Regions from separate parts of the Cyprinus carpio genome. Here region 1 is linked to region 2. The links are chromatin contacts, called in public Hi-C maps. All regions are on one chromosome and are shown on one strand. The core of a region is the stretch at or near the end of the contact, and the rest is flanking DNA. Distances in the headings are between cores, read along the strand shown.

Region 1 (6,500 bases), core at 1,456-3,955, 760 kb before region 2:
GGAAATTTTGACACGTGTTTGACACGTGTCCTAAAGCAACCTTTTCCCCTGTAGAACTGTAACTGCAACACATCAGAACATGACTTTTATTTAAAACTGTCATTCACCACTGAAACAGGACATCTGTGAGAATAATGGAACTCGTGTTGGAGTGCTGTTTGCAGTTTAATTATAGTGTGTTATGTTAATTATAGTTTAATTAACATAACACACTAATACGCTTATAATATCCAAATCCGTTAAAGGATTTTTAGGCTGCATTAATTAGGTAAACCGGAACCGGGAACACTTCCCAAAACACCTGATGTACTTGCTACATCATTAGAAGAATGGCATCTATGCTAATATTAGTCTGTTTCTCTCTTATTCCGAGGTCACCGTAGCCACCAGATCCAGTCTGTATCCAAGTCAGAGGGTCACTGCAGTCACCCGGATCCAGTACGTATCCAGCCCAGATGGTGGATCAGCACCTAGAAAGGACCTCTACAGCCCTGAAAGACAGTGGAGACCAGGACAAATAGAAGAGCCCCAGAGACAGATCCCCTGTAAAGACCTTGTCTCAGACGACCACCGGGACAAGACCACAGGAAACTGATGATTCTTTTGCGCAATCTGACTTTGCTGCAGCCTGGAATTGAACTGCTGGTTTCGTCTGGTCAGAGGAGAACTGGACCCCCGACTGAGCCTGGTTTCTCCCAAGGTTTTTCTCCATTCTGTCACCGATGGAGTTTTGGTTCCTTGCAGCTGTCGCCTCTGGCTTGCTTAGTTGGGGACACTTCATTTACAGCGATATTGTTGACTTGATTGCAAATTATTTCACAGATACTATTTGAACTGAACTGAGATGATGACATCACTGAATTCAATGATGAACTGCCTTTAACTGTCATTTTGCATTATTGACACACTGTTTTTCTAATTAATGTTGTTCAGTTGCTTTGACGCAATCTTTTTTGTTTAAAGCGCTATATAAATAAAGGTGACTTGACTTGACTTGACTCCACCCAGTTCAGTTTTCACCCATCCTGGGTGAAGGGCCATGCAGAGGATCTCATCCGCCTTAAACTCTTCAGCAGCTAACACAGTCAGCATGTTACAACCTGCCTGATAGGTAAACATAAGGTTTGAGGTGTACATCATCTCATTGTGCCATCAATACTGTTTAGACATGCACTGAATTGAGTTAGGGTTTACCTATTGCCTTAGAATTACATTGGCGTACCTTGCTCGCGCCATATGGCAACGTTGGGAATTGCTCATATATGGAAGGCATTGTGCTGATGGATCCCACCACAGAGAAGATTTTCATGACAGCTGCTTTATTAGAGGACATTCCTGGTGTCCCGCTCGCTTTTGCTGCCATTTGTAGATACGGTAGGTACTCCTACATAAAAGAAAGATAAATAATTATTTAAGTAATTTTAACACATACTCCATCTGTCTGTCTGGCAAATCATTTTACTATTGTAGAACTGTATGTACTGTATGTAGCAGCTGACTTTAGTAATGATGCAGCAGTGTGTTTGGGACTAGCTGGTCTCACAGCCTGGCCAAACTAGTCCAGTCAGGGTGATCAAATAAAGCTTGTTTCAACCATCTTCATAACCTGTGTCCTGGTGACACAATATTGAAAGCCCCTAGCCTGCAGGCCATACCGGCAAATTACAATTTGTTGCTTTAAAACTCTTAACAATGCTTTCTATTTCTATCAGCTTTCTTTTTCTGTCAGCATTATTCACAAGCTGGTTCAAACCATTGTTTCCCAGTAGAGATCCCACTTTCTTGGCAAAGTCTTTGACACTGGATGGATCATCAGCATCTAAAAGTAACAGAACAAACATTAGTGCTAAAGTATCAAGCAATGAAATGATACCAAAAAACCACTGAAAACTCTCTTTGAAATTCTCAAATTCTCTCGCATTTTCAAGAAAATTTTAAATGTACCAAGTGCACATTTACCAAGACGTATGATAGTTATAACACTTGGATGCTTTCTCGCCAGTTCTCTCAATGCCTTTAGAAGATTAAATGCATAATTATACAAGGCACATTATAATATCTCCCTTTTTTCACTATTTGTGTTAGACTTAGACTCAGAATTTGGCACATCTGGGTCACGACAGGCAGCAAAAATATGCTGATTGGGACAAGAGTTCTCAGAGAGTTGCTTAATCATTTCTAAGCCCAAGCCCCGTTTGGCTTCAGTGATCAAGATTTTGCCTGCTTTCGTTGCTGCCATGTTGTGCTAGTCAGCTTCTGGCACCTAATCTGCCCCACCTTTGTTTTTTATACAACTCAAGTTAACTCCACGCCCATACTGCACTGGGGTATTGTACTCATGCAGCACATATGACAGAGAAAATTATAAATGATATGATCAGATGGTGAATCAAGAATACTATAATGACTGCTTGTTATTGCAACAATAGTACACCTGGTGGGGATATAGTGGTTGTTTATTCAAATAAAGTCTCTGTGAAAACTTAAATAGAAAACCCTCATATGCAATACATTGTTGTTTCAAAAAAAAATATTTGCACAACTCCCAAGTAGTGGAACTGGAAATTTTCAACAGCTTTTTTTTTTTTTTTTTTTTAACATTCAATGTCTAATAGCCTACCCTATTACCCTTTTGCAAAATGCCCAAGCTGCTTAACCGGGAGCCAGTGCAAAGACTACTAGTCCTAGTCCCAGTCAGGATCTTAATTTTGTACACATGGTAAACAATTTGTTTAGTGTGGATATGGAAACCCCAGTAAGAAGAGCATTGCAATAATTCTATTGTAGAGCTTTTAGGTGTTTGTACTTGGCAACATTTGGCAGAATCATGGTTTCCTCTAATTCTTCCAGTGATTAAGAAATGGCCTCTTTCTTGGAACTTGACTGATTTTGTTCAAGCACAGTCCATCTGAGGCCTGCCATGGCTTTTTAAACAAAACTTGATTCTTCACCTCTTTCTGCCTTATTCATCATCTGTTGTTTATTGGGACCCTATCTATTTTTATTATATTTCTAATCCCCCACGTCCCCGGAACGCAATTTCGACCAAAGTGGGACCCTCAGAATGTGAGTTTAGAGCGATTTTGATAGCCATTTCCCCTGGAAATTTTGACACGTGTTTGACACGTGTCCTAAAGCAACCTTTTCCCCTGTAGAACTGTAACTGCAACACATCAAAACATGACTTTTATTTAAAACTGTCATTCACCACTGAAACAGGACATCTGTGAGAATAATGGAACTCGTGTTGGAGTGCTGTTTGCAGTTTAATTATAGTGAGTAATTCTCTCTGTTAACCAAAATATGAGTTCACATCAGTTAAAGAGAAAAGTGTGTGAGCTGGTCAGATTCAATTCTAAAAATATCCCTGTTAATGTGTAGGCCGCATACAGTATTTACATTTAAAAAAGGGGTCATGGTCTGAAAAAACAAATTTTTGGAAAAGTGTGCGTGGGTGAGATGCTTTGCTTGACGTGCTTGGCAGCCTTTCGGTGAATTCACACATAGAAGCACGAGAGACAAGTCATCGGTTTGGTTGATTTTATTATGCTCGTGTGTTTGAATGGCACTGAATCAAGGCAGAAGTGCATTGTCATCACAGAGCTGCAGGACGATACATTCTCACTCACTCCTGTACTTCATGGCAGGACGAACAAATCCTTGGTCCATACATGCATGTTTTTTAGCATGCATGCCAGCAACAGGATATTATACTGAAAATGAGGCAGAAACATCTCAATAGATGGGGGAATAAAACAAATAAACCCACAAACCCAAAGCTGAACAGATGATCTTATCAAAGCAAACATCAAACAGAGAAAAGAATGACATTTTCTTTAAAGACGATGACTTCAAAATGTCACTGAAGACACAGAAGGATTGTTCCTAAAACCTCCTCTGAGAATAACCAACAGATGTCTTGGTAAAAGAATGAGAAAGATTGCGGATCATTCATTTGGTTCAATGGCCATTTAATAAGATCCTTTTTGGCAGCTTGCAAAGCAATATGCAAGTCCAGAGACAGTTGAACGGTAGAAAACATTCACAAAACGTACAAGCGCTGCCTTTCTGATACGGCTTGACGAATCCCAGGGTCCTCAGAGCAGCTGACAAGACATTGAATTTACATTTGAATTTACATGACACAGAGCAACAGAGATCAAACTCCGTCCACGGGCATTTGGCAGCGTGTTCCTTTGGCGGTCCAAGTTAAGATCGGCAGTGCTGGCTATTCAACATACATTCACATGCACAGAGACTAATACAAGGTACATCATAAATGCACTTACGTGGCCTCGGCTGTCTGGCATCAAAAATAATTTGACACATAAATCAAATGTAAATGAGTTTTTCCAAAGGTCCATGCGTTGGAAAGTCCTTTAGTAAGAAAATAAGGATTAGATTGCACTGTAAAAAGTGATTTGTTGCTTAAATATACAAAAGTTTGGAATCCATTTGCATTAATGTGATTTAAAATGAATCTGGTGTTTTCTTTGGAGATTTATTATTAATTTAATGAATTTTTAATTGTTACAATTGGTAATTGTTAATTTGATTTAAAAACTTTGACTTTATGCAGTCATTTAAAAGATTCAACAGATATTGTTCGTTGTGAGTATTTTAAAACTTAATAGTTTTAATGTTCCCTGTTTGTTACCCAGTTGCTTTGTCTGGAATGTCAATCATACATTTTAATCTTACTGTGTATCTAAAGTAAACTATTATCATTATGTGTGTTTTTCCCTGGGAATCAAAGCCATGAGCATTCCTTGACCTGCAGAAACACAAATTGTGGTGAAGAATCTGTTAAAAGAACTAGAATTATGGATGACCTGTGCCTTAAAGATGGCATTTTCATCTTGAAAAATCACTCTTGGTTTGTACAGACTCTTTTGTTTTATACACTGACAGCTTTTATCTTTTACATTTGATAGGATCATTCTAGACACATTAGATAAACCTTTAAGTTAAACATTCTACCTCCTGTTATTTACAGAATCATACTTACTTAAAGTTAAGTTAACGTAGTTTGGTAAGGATTTTACAAGTTATATTAGAAGTCATAACACTTTATTGTGCTACTGGGGCAAAGCATGAGGCTGAAACATATGACTGATAAAAAAAAAAGATTCCAAAAGTGCTTATAATAAGCAGGCATGGCAATATTGTTTTTATTTATTTGAACCATGTTCTTAAGAGAACAATTATAAAGAATGAAGCCTACTTTTAGGACCATTATGATCGTGACAATTACTATTACCATATATTAATGGAATATTTTTAATGGAAAATAAGTAATTTTTTAGCATGTAAAACGAGCTATGACTTTTATTCCAAAACGAAACAAATGTATTTAATTGTCATGAAAATAGTATCACAATTCAAAACGGTCCTAAAAGGCTTCATTTTGTTTATGCAAAACATATATATATATATTTTATTTTCTTCTAATTTTGGCTCTTGAAAAGCATCCATTAGTTGATTCAATGAAAGCTTAAAAAATTGTGATCTCTCAACAGTTTCAGTTGTATTGACTATTTAACATGAAAGCTGATTAAAGGCAAATAAAAGCTAGATCACTTTTTACAGTGTATATTAGCTCACAGTCCCATCTGCACAGGTATTCCTCTCTCTCTCTCAACCGTACACACACACACACACACACACACACACACATATGTATAAGTATGTCCCCATCTTTTCGTGCTGCTGGTGGCCTGTGGTGATTGTGTTTATAGATGAGTGCTGTCCTGTGTGTCATATCTGTGTCCCTCCGCTGGCCCTGCGCTGGGCTTGCGACCGCCGGCCTGGTTAGGCACTGGTGACAGAAGGTCTGGTCTGATCAGATACCTGCAGGAATGACCACATTCACTGTGCTCAGTCCAGATTTGTTGCACAAACAGCCACATGAGTGTTTCCGGAACAGAATACAATACTCTAACAAGCATCAAAATACGTAGCATGCACAAATATTGAATAAAACAATCATTTTTAATTAGGCAAAAACGGCCTTAAAATGCTATCTTGTGATGTCATCATACTCACACGACATCATGGAGCTCCAGGCGTGTGTCGGGTGAAGGGTTGATAAGAATATAAGACAGTCTGTTGCCTTGGTCCGTCATCCCATCTGACATGAGAAGAGCAGGACAAAAGACTATAAATTACAGTCTACACACAAGAGAACAGCTATAAACATACAGAATCAGAATAGACAGCGAAATGTTTGAATGATTCATTTTGCAAATTGACCTGAAGGAAGTATCAGGTTCCTTGGTGTATCCAGAGAACATTATGATTATTATTATCATTATCATCAATGTAATATATTTTATAATAATAATTATTGTTATATTGTTTTTTTCTTTACTTTTATACTGCTACATGTACACTACTGTTTAAAAGTTTGTTTTAATGTTGTAAAGTCTCTTATGCTCACCAAGACTGCATTTATTTGATCAAACATACAGTAATATTATGAAATATCATTACAATTCAAA
Region 2 (6,156 bases), core at 222-2,721:
GTTGAATTATGTCTTTGACTGCGTTATCTTGATTTCAAAATCCGGAGTCTGGTCAATGTTTGCATAAGGAAACTTAAATAAAATAGAATTGTAGTGATTAAGAGCTCTTGCTATGCTGTAGCCTATAGCCTAATCCATTTTGAATCAAAGTTTGGATTTGTATACTGCTATAGGACTAGATGGGTCATTCTTCAAGTGGGTTGGAAAATGAGAGGCAGAATTTGTAAAAAAAAAAAAAAAAAAAAAAAAAAATCCCTGTTTGTTTTTTGTTTTTGTTTTTTTCTAATGAAATGTATTGCTGTGCATTTAAAATGAGCTTAAATGCAATATCCACTGAAATAGAAGCTTAAGAATATTTTGATTTTTAAATAATTTCAACTAAACTTCTAGACTAAATGTGAGCATGTATTAATTCATCTCACTCACAGAGAAAAAAAAGGAAAAAAGAAAAAAGACGTGGACCTTCTTCAAGCAGCTACGTTACTGGAAAATACTTGCAGCACCTTATCACTGCTAGATCAGTTCTAGAACATTAAAAGCACCGCACAAAGACTTGCTGCATCCTGGGGCATCAGCTGCCGTTTCACTCAGAAACGCGCACGACCTTTAAAGCGCTTCTTTGATGAAACTAGTGAGGACCAGCGTCTCACAGACCCCGAGAACAGTTTCAAAGTCGGTGTGTTTTACGCTTGTATTGATCCAGCTTAAACAACGTTTCAAAGGTTTGGATACAATAGCGAGACGATTCCGCTTTTTACGTCCACGTGAACTCCTAGCTGATGATCAGTTGCGTGCATTTGCCGAAACATTTGCAATGACCTACAACGATGATATTCCCTCCGAATTTCCATCACAGGTGCTTTCCTTTCGAAGTGCCATGCGGTCAGAAAAAAAAAATGTAACGGGCTCAATTAAACATCTGGCAGAGCCGCTGATTCTGAAGCATATATTCGTCCAAGCGTTGTGGCTACTGCCTTGAAACTTTTTTTAACCATCCCTGTGACAGTGGCAAGTGGCGAGAGGTCTTTTTCTAAACTAAAACTAATAAAACCTGTCTGAGAAGCACAATGAATCAGGGCAGGGTTTCCGAACTTGCGATTCTCAGCATTGAAAACCAGCGTGCAGGTCAGATGGACATATCAGACACTGATACATTTCACTGCTTGTTGTATGTCATATAACTTGTTCGTGACAAATAAAATCTAGAATCTTGAATTGGGAAGGACTTTGAGCAGACAAATGATAGGAGAAAGGGACGTTTTGGACGTTTTTAAAGTGAAATGCGTTATTGCATTCTTTCACTAGAAGCTCTTTATGGCACGGCACTTGTACTCGCAGTTTTGATTATGCAGAGAGGGCCCCGCCTTTCACTCTTGAGGGGGGGCCTGCGCAGTTTGCTCTATGCCACTGGTCGCAGCATGAAGCAAAATGCATATTACGTAATGTTATGGGGCGTTGCTTTCACTTGGTTGCACATACAAAACAGTTTTACAGGTAGACACATCGAAGCAGATTGCCAGAACATGGCAGCAGTGAAAGCATGCAATATCTTGATCACTGGAGCCAACCGGGGCTTGGGCTTAGAAACTGTTAAACAACTCACAGAGGATTCTTGTCCAAAACGTCATATTTTTGCTACCTGCCGTGACCCAGATGGGCCAAGGTCTGAGGTGAGTTGTAAATAACTAACACAAATAGAAACACCAGGAGAAATCCAAATATGCCTTGTTTAATGTATATTATCTTTCTTAGCATTGAGAGAACTGGCAAAAAAGCATCCAAGTGTGATCACTATCATACGTCTTGGTAAATGTGCATGTGTCCTTCTTTGTGCGTTTTAAAATACAACTGGAAACAATGCAGATGTCATTGATTTCTTATTGAGATTCGGTAATATTATTACTGAGACAAGATATTTATTATGGAACTGTAGAACTGCTATTTGTTCTATTACTTCTAGATGCTAATGATCCATGCAGTATCAAAGAGTCTGCAAAGGAAGTGGGGTCTCTACTGGGAAACAATGGTTTGAACCTGCTTGTGAATAATGCTGGCATTGTGGCAAATGGCACCATTCAGACCAGCAGTGCCGAAGACATGAAAAACACCTTCAACACCAACGTGATAGGACCCTTATTAATCATTAAGGTAATGTAGAAAGCATAGTTAATAGTTCTGAAACAACAGTTTGTCTTTAAAAAAAATTAAATGTGTTGGTGCAGTGGCATTATGTCTAAACATCTAGACTGGGCCATTTACTATTGTAAAGAGACTACTAAAATTAGAGCTTTTGAGGAAGAACTAGTCACTGGATATGGCAGATTTTGCAAGCTTCATAGTATTGTACCAAAATAAAAGCTTAAAACAGTTTAACTGGACACTGCTGCACCATTGTTATTTCTCTTTATTGTTTTGTGTATAGGAGTACCTACCATATCTACAAACAGCGGCCAAAGCCAGCGGGACACCAGGCATGTCCTCTAATAAAGCAGCTGTCATCAACATCTCCACTTTGGGGGGATCCATGAGCACAATGCCTTCCTTATATAAACAATTCCCAGTGTTGCCATATTGTGTTAGCAAGGTAGACTAAAGTCCTGCTTTGGCACAAGTTAAACTGGATCTTACTCATTGACCGTGAAGTATTGATGGCATGAGTTGATGTATAACTCAAAGGCTATGTTTACATACCAGGCAGGTTTTAACATGCTGACTGTGTTATCTGCTGAAGAGTTAAAGGCGGATGAGATCCTCTGCATGGCCCTTCACCCAGGATGGGTGAAAACTGAAATGGGTGGAGAAAAAGTGAGTGTAGATTTATTAGTCAATTTTGTTTTATTATTAGCAAAAAAAGGAGGAAACATATCAAAATGAGCATATAAATACAAAATGTTTGAAATCTCTGAAACACTCTGAAACAACAACAGTCCAAAATGTCATGTATGATATACAGTAACCCCAGTTTAAAAAAAAAAGTTGTAACATTTTGTAAATGTAAATAAAAACAGAATGCAATGATTTGCAAATCTCATAAACCCATATTTTACTCACAATAGAACATAGAAACATGTCAAATGTTTCAACTGAGGAAATGTACCATTTTAGGGGAAAAAATAAGGTAATTTTGAATTTGATGGCCGCAACAAATTTCAAAAAGTTGGTGCGGGGGCACCAAAAGACAAAACGAAAAAGAAACGGCTTTAGGAATATTTTGCAGCTAATAAGATTAATTGGCAAGGTCAATAACATGATTGGGCATAAAAAGTGTGTCTTAAGCCCGAGACACTCTGCACGATTTTCAGCTGACCCAGACAAAAGATTGGCATCGTGAAACAATCGTGGCGATTTCTGTGATCGTGGCTCCTAATAGTTGGTCCTATGTCGTACAGTGAGAGAGGTTCAAAGATGGCCGTTGTCACATTCTTGCGACCGAAGATAGTCTACGATAATTTTCTGGCAGTCAGAAATTCAGCATGTTCATCGCAGTTACGACCCACGTTTACTGACCAACCAGTAAAACTGCGACATGAAATCATCGCGACATGGCACTAAAACATAAAACTACTTACCTCAAGCTCTTATTTCTTCCACTTTTGCCGCTCCCACTTTTTTCAGCACACATAAAAACTACAACTGTCAAAATGTGATTCATTATGCTCTTTTTGTTTACCACTAGCGCATACTAATGATGTTTTATTCTTCTTTAGAAACGTGCGTCGAAGCCTACGAATCAATAGGCGTCATCGTCGTACCCAAATTTATTAGATCCATGTCGCACAGTGTGACCAGCGATGATCTTATAGGATTGCTAAAATCGTGCAGTGTGTAGAAGGCTTAAGAGGCAGAATCTCTCAGAATTTAAGACTGGCTGAGGTTCACCAATCTGCAAAAAACTTCATCTACAAATTGTGGAACAATTTCAGAATGATGTTCCTCGATGTAAAATTGTTAAGATTTTGAATATTACATCATTTACAGTACATAATATTATCTAAAGAATCTGGAGAAATCTTTGTAAACAAGGGACAAGGGCAGAAATCAGTATTGGATGCTGTGATTTTCGGGCCCTGAGGTAGCACTGCATTAAAAACAGACATGATTCAGTAATGGGAATCATTGCATGGGCTCAGAAACACCTCCAGAAATCATTATCGTGAACAAAGTTCACAGCTCCATCATGAAAAGAAGCAGTCATATCTGAACATGATCCAGAACCGCCACCATCTTCTCTGGGCTAAAGCACATTTCAAAAGGACTGAGTAAAATATGACCAGTAAGACACAGGACTGTTGAGCAGCTAGAATCGTCAGTCACAAATAGGACAAAGTTCCTCTCCCAAAACTCCAGAAACTGGTCTGCTCAATTCCCAGACGTCTATGGACTGTTGATTAAAGAATGGTTGTAATAAACATGGCCCTGTCCCAACTTTTTTGAGAAGTGTTGAGGTCATCAATTCAAATTAACTTATTTTTTCCTTAAAATTGTAACATTCAAACATGTTGTCTATGTTCTATCACAAATAAAATATGAGCTTATAAGAATTGCAAATCATTGCATTCTATTTTTATTTACATTTTACATAGTGTCCCAACTTTTTTGGAATTGGGGTTGTATGTAGCTATTATCCAGATTAAGATTAATTATTTAGCTATTAGCCTATTCAACAAGGTGTTTTAGTCACATACTCATGCAGTGGTGTTCATTCAGTCTTGCTGATTTTAATGCTTCTGGTGCTTTCGATATCCACTATTTTGAATTCTGTCAATTTATATTTTTATTTTTTTGGAGCAGCTACAACTTTCACTTGTTTTATTGCTTTCATAAGATTTAAAATGTGAGCTGATGCTTTAAAATGCTCCAACCATGTTCAACATTACGTAGTATACTGTAGTGTCACATTGGTAGTGTCAATTGCTGCCTCAGCTATATTGTTTTTATTCTGCATTTTTATGAACTATATGCATGTTTTTATTTTCTCCAGGCACCACTTGAACCAAAAGAAAGTGTGGAGGGGATGCTGCGTGTCATTGGCAGCCTCACTGAGGAGCAGCACGGAGGATTCTTGGACTACACTGGAAAACCAATTCCCTGGTAAACCAGGAAAACAACGTCACTTCTATACGAGAGGTCATGAAAGGGCCAGTCCTGGTCTAATCTGCCCTGTTTATTCTATTAATTATAAAATGGCACAATTAATCATAAGAACTTAACCCCATACAATTATGACATACATATAACAACTTTGTATCAAATGTAATTTTATACAATAAAACAATTAATTAAGGAATAAAGCAGTATGGTCCTATATATGATGCATATACTTTGCCTATCAATTACACACAATTAAAATTATTGATAGGGTGGAAAGGGGGTGGCATGAGTACTCTGAGGGCTGGATCAGGCTGCAGGATTGCTGAATGACTAAAGAAACATTATCAGCATGATGGTGCAAAAATGTACATTTCTTCCCTATAACCACCCACTGCTGCTGAAAAGATTTAATAACAGTAACAGCTTATGATTCACTTTGTGTGTTAGAATGCTCGAACATTGAACTCCCAGATTTTACGAGTAAGTTTTCATTCAGACTTATTACTTTCAAATACTAAGTCATACAAGTGTACAGTATGTGTACGTTATTCTTTTATTACCTCATATAAATATTGATACTGACATTAAATGCCACAGTTTAATGGGTAAATGGATTTATAACAGAGAGAAATTCAACTCACACGAGCGTGCGCTTTTATTTGTGCATGTAACATGGCTTTGTAACTTTGGCTGTTTTTTTACTAACCACCAGATGGCGCTATTTTCGACACTCTCATAGCTTTGAATCTTTTCCTGGAACAATCAGGGGTGAGCCTCAGTGCTTCAAGAGGCTTCATTTGCCCATGCCTAGTATGAGATTAAAAAAGCATATACTGTTTAATTATACTAGCATGTATGTAGAAAGTTATCTGAGTGAGAGAGAAAGACAGAGAACAGCAAAGCAAGAATGTATGCATAGTTCTTGTGAATTGATGGCCTGACATATACATTTGTCTTGCGAATATGCAAGCAATTGCATTTCCTAAGCGGGACCACAAAGTAGTTATCTTATCTTTTAAATATAATTGAAAACATATATATAAAAAATTGCCTATTAAAGAAATA

The links. A called contact is a pair of places that touch in the nucleus more often than the background predicts.
Region 1: a contact with region 2 is called in a Hi-C map of skeletal muscle, with 10 times the contacts expected there. The contact joins the promoter of LOC122136875 here to the promoter of LOC109054263 in region 2. A contact is called at or near these places in 2 of 8 Hi-C or Micro-C datasets (red blood cells and skeletal muscle).

The regions. Positions count from the first base shown.
Region 1 is chrB3:14,976,919-14,983,418 of ASM1834038v1, reverse strand. LOC122136875 reads right to left here and starts at 2,705. Exons shown (of 6, transcript XM_042721466.1): 1 at 2,097-2,705; 2 at 1,960-2,018; 3 at 1,692-1,819; 4 at 1,223-1,441; 5 at 1,000-1,104. The coding sequence starts at 2,239. It overlaps LOC109052204 (potassium channel subfamily T member 2-like), which reads right to left. Exons shown (of 30, transcript XM_042719837.1): 29 at 6,046-6,130; 30 at 3,820-5,850. The coding sequence ends at 5,733.
Region 2 is chrB3:14,212,853-14,219,008 of ASM1834038v1, reverse strand. It overlaps LOC109054263 (C-factor-like), which reads left to right and starts at 1,471. Exons shown (of 6, transcript XM_019071555.1): 1 at 1,471-1,670; 2 at 1,752-1,806; 3 at 1,961-2,148; 4 at 2,423-2,584; 5 at 2,695-2,805; 6 at 4,982-5,291. The coding sequence starts at 1,524. The coding sequence ends at 5,095. LOC109054265 (C-factor-like) reads left to right here and starts at 5,446. Exons shown (of 5, transcript XM_042719822.1): 1 at 5,446-6,156.